Linked DNA regions of Mus musculus: region 1 is linked to region 2. The links are chromatin contacts, called in public promoter capture Hi-C maps. All regions are on one chromosome and are shown on one strand. The core of a region is the stretch at or near the end of the contact, and the rest is flanking DNA. Distances in the headings are between cores, read along the strand shown. Region 1 holds the start of Itgax (integrin alpha X). Region 2 overlaps Itgam (integrin alpha M).

Region 1 (2,782 bases), core at 61-2,560, 40 kb after region 2:
GTCCTGTTAACTCTTTATGGTGTGCCAGAGAAACAAGGCCTCCAGCAAGAAGTCACTCCACAAAATGAGGAAAAATAAGGAGAAAACCTCTAATAAAAATAGTTTGTGTCCAGTTTGGCTAGTGCCCAAAGAGAATCCAGTCCAGCATGGAAATTATTTGAGGCGTATGTGGGTCTTGAGCTACAAAACTTCACCTATGATATCACCTGAGTATCTCTCTAAAGTCCCAGCCCCAAGTTGCACTCTGAACATTAAAACATGTTTACAGAAATGTATGCTTAGCCATTTTAGACCAAACGAGATGCCATCAGTGTTACCTCTAAAGCAGGTCAACATAGGAAGATTTGTACTGTAAAGGTACTGTCACAAATGCCAGCTACTTAGCACCCCAGTTCTTTGCTGGCTGCTGCTATCCAAGGATGTTCTGGCGGCCTGGAACAATCAAACTTTTCCTGGGAGAGGAATGAGAACCAGAACTTTCGATCCAATGCTTACCCCACCCCCTCTTTGGAGTGCCTGACAGAGGCAGGTTCTTGATAGGAGAAAGGGCCTAATGGCCAGCTGTGGGCCAGGGTTATCTTCCAGAATAAGGTTTAAGGGATGATAATCCTAATGAACATATCCATTGCTTCTGAAATTCAGTTTTTAGTATTCTCTTGACCTTGGCTGCCTTTAAGACTCAGCTCAAGTGCTACTTCCCCCAGAAAGCAGTCTGAGGTCCTCTCGGTCTGAGTAATACTTCTAGTGGTTGGTCTCTGTACCTCTTTTCTCACAGGGCCCACTTTAGTGTTCACCCATCTGCTTTTACTCTGATCTCTGGGTTATGTTTCTCCTATACCTAGCAAAAGGCTCAGACCACCCCTCTTGATTATGTTGAGCAAATGACTAATCCACTGAATGAATGAATGAGTGAATGAATGAATGAATGAATGAATGCCAGCCTGTGCTCCCTACATGGATCATGTGCTTACTTCTTAGTCTACTTCCAGGCCAGAAGTGGAGGGCTCCGTCATCTGTTCTCTCTCCTCCTGTGGCTGACTCACACTTCAAGGTCAAGGGAAACTTCTGCCAGTACAAAAGTCTGAGAGGGATCAGATAATCCGGGAGTTTACATATATCCATCCGGGCAAGAATTGGGGAACCAGAACAATATGTCACCAAGTCGTTTCAAGTAGAGCAACTCTTCCCTGGAAGTGTGTAGGCTGCCTCGGTCCCCACTCTATCCATTTCATCTCAGTTTGCCCCCACCTCCTCTGAGTCACGCTGACAACTTCCCTCCTGGTCTCTGGCCTCCTGACCACCTTTCTTCTCATTTGCTTCTTCTGTGGTGACTTGGCAGCTGTCTCCAAGTTGCTCAGAGCCTGCTTCTGTTCTCCAGTCATGAGCTGTACCTGGATAGCCTTTCTTCTGCTGTTGGGTGAGCCTGGGCCTCAGAGAAGAGGGGCTGGGGACTTGTTCCTAGTAAGTCAGGCCCGTGAGATGGAGGCTGTGGTTGAGAGATCAGGACCTTGGTAGGGAGAGTGACTTGGCGTTGGGGTGGGGGGACGACGACGACGACGGCTGAGACATAAGGGCTTTGGATCTGGAGTTTGGAGAATGAGAGAATATCAAAGAGGCCATTTGCGGGGAGAACCCAAGAGATCCTGAGAGTGAGGCAGGTTGGCCTTGACAACCCACAGATTTCTGAAGTAGGCAGAGCACATACACTTCATGGTGATCCTAGAATTCCCCTATGGTTTCCGTGTTCCCTGGGTTCTCCTTCATCAAAGCCCCATGGATAGAGATGGGGAAAATGTGTGTCTTCAAACTCTGATGCTCACTCTGTGGAGACAGAACTGAAATTTAACAGTGGAAAGTAATTCATGAACTAGGGGAAGGAGAGACGAGAGATGAGTCTGGAGTCCAGGACCAGGGCCTCTGTGGGTATTGAGTGTGGAAGGGAGACAAGGGAGTCAGGAGCTTGGGAGATGCAGCTGAGGCGGGCAGGAAGGTGGCCAAGAGGGAGGGGACCTGCTCTAAAGCCTCTCACGCTTCCTCAGGGTTTGTTTCTTGTCTTGGCTTCAACTTGGATGCAGAGAAGCTGACACATTTTCACATGGACGGTGCTGAGTTCGGACACAGTGTGCTCCAGTATGATAGTTCCTGGTGAGGACTTGGTGGTAGCTGTACAGAGTCCCATCCCTCCCCAGCCCCACACTCCAGTGGTATCACCTGCATACTTTCTCTTTATGGAATGTGACAATTTTATTTGTGTTATGAATGCTTTCCTGAAAACAGGCCTTTAGGATAACTTCAGATAGCACTTACCAAGTGCCTACTAAATGCTGGGCTCTTCTCCAACCTGCAAACCACAGGGTGTTCCTTCAGACGTCATTGTACACTTACAAGGAATTGTCTGTCCGTCTAACACATGTTTATGAAATACCTAGATGCCAGAAATGGAGGGCTTCGATTAGGAGAGAATAAAGCACAAAACAAAATACTACCTACCTGGAATTTAAATTGAACCTCCATTCTCCAGCGGTTGTCAGCTCTCTGTCGTGGCTCCTAACTGCAGTGCTCTCTGTCTCCCCACAGGGTGGTGGTTGGAGCACCAAAGGAAATAAAAGCCACTAACCAAATAGGTGGCCTCTACAAATGTGGCTATCACACAGGCAACTGTGAGCCCATCTCCCTCCAGGGTGAGTTACGGCCCCGCCTCAGGCCTGATGCTGAGTTCCTAGGCTATGCGGCCTGTGGAGAGCCCAGGAGTCCCACTTGGCAGCTGCAGCTATGACCATAA
Region 2 (2,700 bases), core at 199-2,698:
TAAACTTATGTTTGCTACAGGAGCGCCCTGAGGCTTACATTTTAGATCCAGTCAAGTTGACAGCCCAGGTTAGCCACCACACCATCTAGTTGATAGCCCAGGTTAGCCACCACACCATCTAGCTTTGCTTTGCTGTCTGCAGTGTGGGGTGGAATACATGAAAACAGCCCTGCTCATATCAAGTCCTAAAGTGTTCCCTTATGTTTTCTTCCAGCAATTTCATAGTTTAGGTATTACATTCAGGTGTTCAGTGCATTTAGAATGGACTGTTCTTTTGCACATAGTTTCCCAAGCGATAACACTTATCAGAGAGATGTCATTTTTATGTTTCTCCTTGGTGCCTTTGTTGAAAATCTGTTACCTGTGAGAATGTGGGTTTCTGGGATCTGCATTCATCCCCTGGCTTATTGCTTATCTATATTGTGATACCATGCTGCTTGGATCACAGCAGCTGTGTGTGTGTGTGTGTGTGTGTGTGTGTGTAGTCAGAATCTTGCTATAAGGCCTGGTTTGTCTCAGTCTCTCCACACACTATGATCACAGGCTTCTGTTCCTATCCCAGGTATGGCCAACCCGTACTTCTTACTGGAGTGCCTTCATCTTTCTCTTTTTTGTTCAATATTGTTTAAATATTTCGGGTTTCTTTTGATTGCCTATAAATTTTAGGATTTAAGAGAATATTTTTTAATGAAAACTGCCATTATAATTCAAAGTAGACTAATTCTTCTAATACATAAACATGGGATCCCCCTGTTTTTTGTGTTTTTAAATCTATTCTCAATATTTTATATTTTTTCATTTCAAATACCCTTCATTCTGTGGTTAAAATAATTCCTAGGTTTAAACAAATTTTTTTTGAGATAATCTTTCAAGTGAGCCAGTTTCAAGTGAGTTGACGTTGAACTTTCTATGCAGCTAAGGATGCCCTTGACCTTCTCACCCTCTGGCCTCCACCTTCCATGTTCTGGGATTAGAGGTGTGCACCACTGGGCTAAGTGAGCACTGTATCTTCTGAGCTGGATCTCTAGACCTATTGCTAAACAGATATTTATTCTTATTTTTGTTAATTGTGTATGTTTGTGTAAATGTGTTCAGGAGCCCATGAAGCAGCGGAGGGCACCAGTTACCATGGAACTAGAGTTATAGGTTGTGAACTGTCCACTGTGGGTCTGGGAACTGAACTCAGGTCCTCTGGAAGAACAGCACAGGTTCTACTCCAGCCCCAAATCTATCACTTTTTGATAGGTACTGTAAATGGTATTAATTCCTTTATAGTTTTTTTTTTTTTCCAGATGGTTCAGTACTGGTTCCTAGGCATGTTCTGCTCTGTATGTTGATTTTGTATCCTTTAACTTTGCCAAATTATGTGCTCTAACAGTGTTCCTTGTCGAGTGTAGAAGATGTCTGTGAGTCTTACTTCCTCCTGCCCGGTCTGCACGCCCTCATTTCTGACTCATGCTGAATTTCTCGACTTGGGGCTTCCCATACTGTGTTGAGCAACAGTGTTGTTCAGATCGCACAGGAGACAGTTTCAATTTATTTTTAGTTTTTTTTTTAATCATAGAGGCTTGTTGAATCTTATAAAACGGCCTTCTTGCGTACCCTTTGAAATGATCATATGATGTTTGCTATTTAGCCTAGAGATGGGATATATCAGCTTTATGGGTGATACAGTTTCCCCTCTACCTTCTCTTCTTCCTTCCCTTCCTGTATCTTCCTCATTACCTCCCCTTTTCTTATTCTCCTTCTCTTCCCTCCTTTGCAATATTGGGCAGCTTCCTGAATGCTAGGCAAATACAGCGCTACCTCTCATCTATGCCACCAGACCCAGGAGAGCTTTTAACAACATGCTGTCAGATTCACTTCGCTAACACTTTATTTAGAATTTTTTTGCAGTTTCAGTCAAGGCTAACCTGTGCTAAAGGAGGCTTTAACCCCCCCCCACTCCAATAATCAATGTTCTTTAACCCTTTGTGGAATAGAGCAGTGAGCCACGGCTTTCTCTTTGTTGGAAGCCTTTTATAAAGTTACCGATTAACTCTCAGTCCAAACCATTGGCCCACCCAGGTTCGGCTGCATAGGATTTTCTTGATGAACTGTCTTCTCTGTTATGATATGACACTGAGGCGGGAGGACATGAGCCTGTATTGTCTGACAGGTGTCTGCAACACCCTTCTCCTTTGTGGTCATCCTTGGCTTGGAGTAGCTTCTTTCCTTCCTCCTTTGCTTTGGAGCTATGTTCATAATCCACACCTATAGGTCTAATTCAGGTCGTCAGTAATAGAATTTTTAAAAGCGCATTTAACAAGACCCGGAGAGTTGGCTCAGCGGTTAAGACTATGCGCTGTTCTTGATGAGGATTGGGTTTGATTCCTAGCACACACACTCAGTGGTTCACACCATCCGTACCTCCAGTTACAGGGGAACTAATGTCCTCTTCTTACCTCCATAGGCACCTGGCACCCACATAGTAGTTAGTACACAGACATATGCAGTCAAAATACCCATACATAAAATAAAATAAAGAAATCTAAAAAAAATAAAATAAAAACCCCAATCCTGCTCAGCACTTCACATCTGGTTAGAGAGTACTTGTAGTGTTAGCACAGTCACTGGAGGGCACCGCCGTGTTCTGTTCACTGTTAGCACGGTCCCTCGATCACACCGCTGTGTTCTGTTCACTGTTAGCACAGTCCCTCG

What was found. Promoter capture Hi-C pulls out the DNA fragments that hold promoters and counts their contacts.
Region 1: a promoter capture Hi-C map of macrophages shows a contact between it and region 2, with 5 read pairs. The contact joins the promoter of Itgax here to the enhancer-like site in region 2. A contact is called at or near these places in 3 of 39 promoter capture datasets (the C10 cell line, epiblast stem cells and macrophages), 1 of 15 datasets of contacts at CTCF or cohesin (CD8 T cells), 2 of 484 Hi-C or Micro-C datasets (the G1E-ER4 cell line and bone marrow-derived macrophages), 8 of 115 datasets of contacts at active chromatin or transcription factors (CD8 T cells, the HPC-7 cell line, T-cell acute lymphoblastic leukemia and 4 more) and 3 of 9 other capture datasets (adipose tissue, liver and pancreatic islet).

The regions. Positions count from the first base shown.
Region 1 is chr7:128,128,240-128,131,021 of GRCm38.p6, forward strand. It overlaps Itgax (integrin alpha X), which reads left to right and starts at 1,311. Exons shown (of 30, transcript NM_021334.3): 1 at 1,311-1,417; 2 at 2,040-2,145; 3 at 2,578-2,681. The coding sequence starts at 1,381.
Region 2 is chr7:128,087,888-128,090,587 of GRCm38.p6, forward strand. The region is part of intron 12 of Itgam (integrin alpha M); the gene reads left to right. Among named protein-coding and RNA genes, the nearest start is that of Itgam, 27 kb to the left of the region's middle. Within about 2 kb of position 1,449, at least 63 of the 459 cell types and tissues checked have an H3K27ac peak or open chromatin away from gene starts, as enhancers often do. A contact at or near this core is called in CD8 T cells, adipose tissue, bone marrow-derived dendritic cells and 3 more, where this site is marked.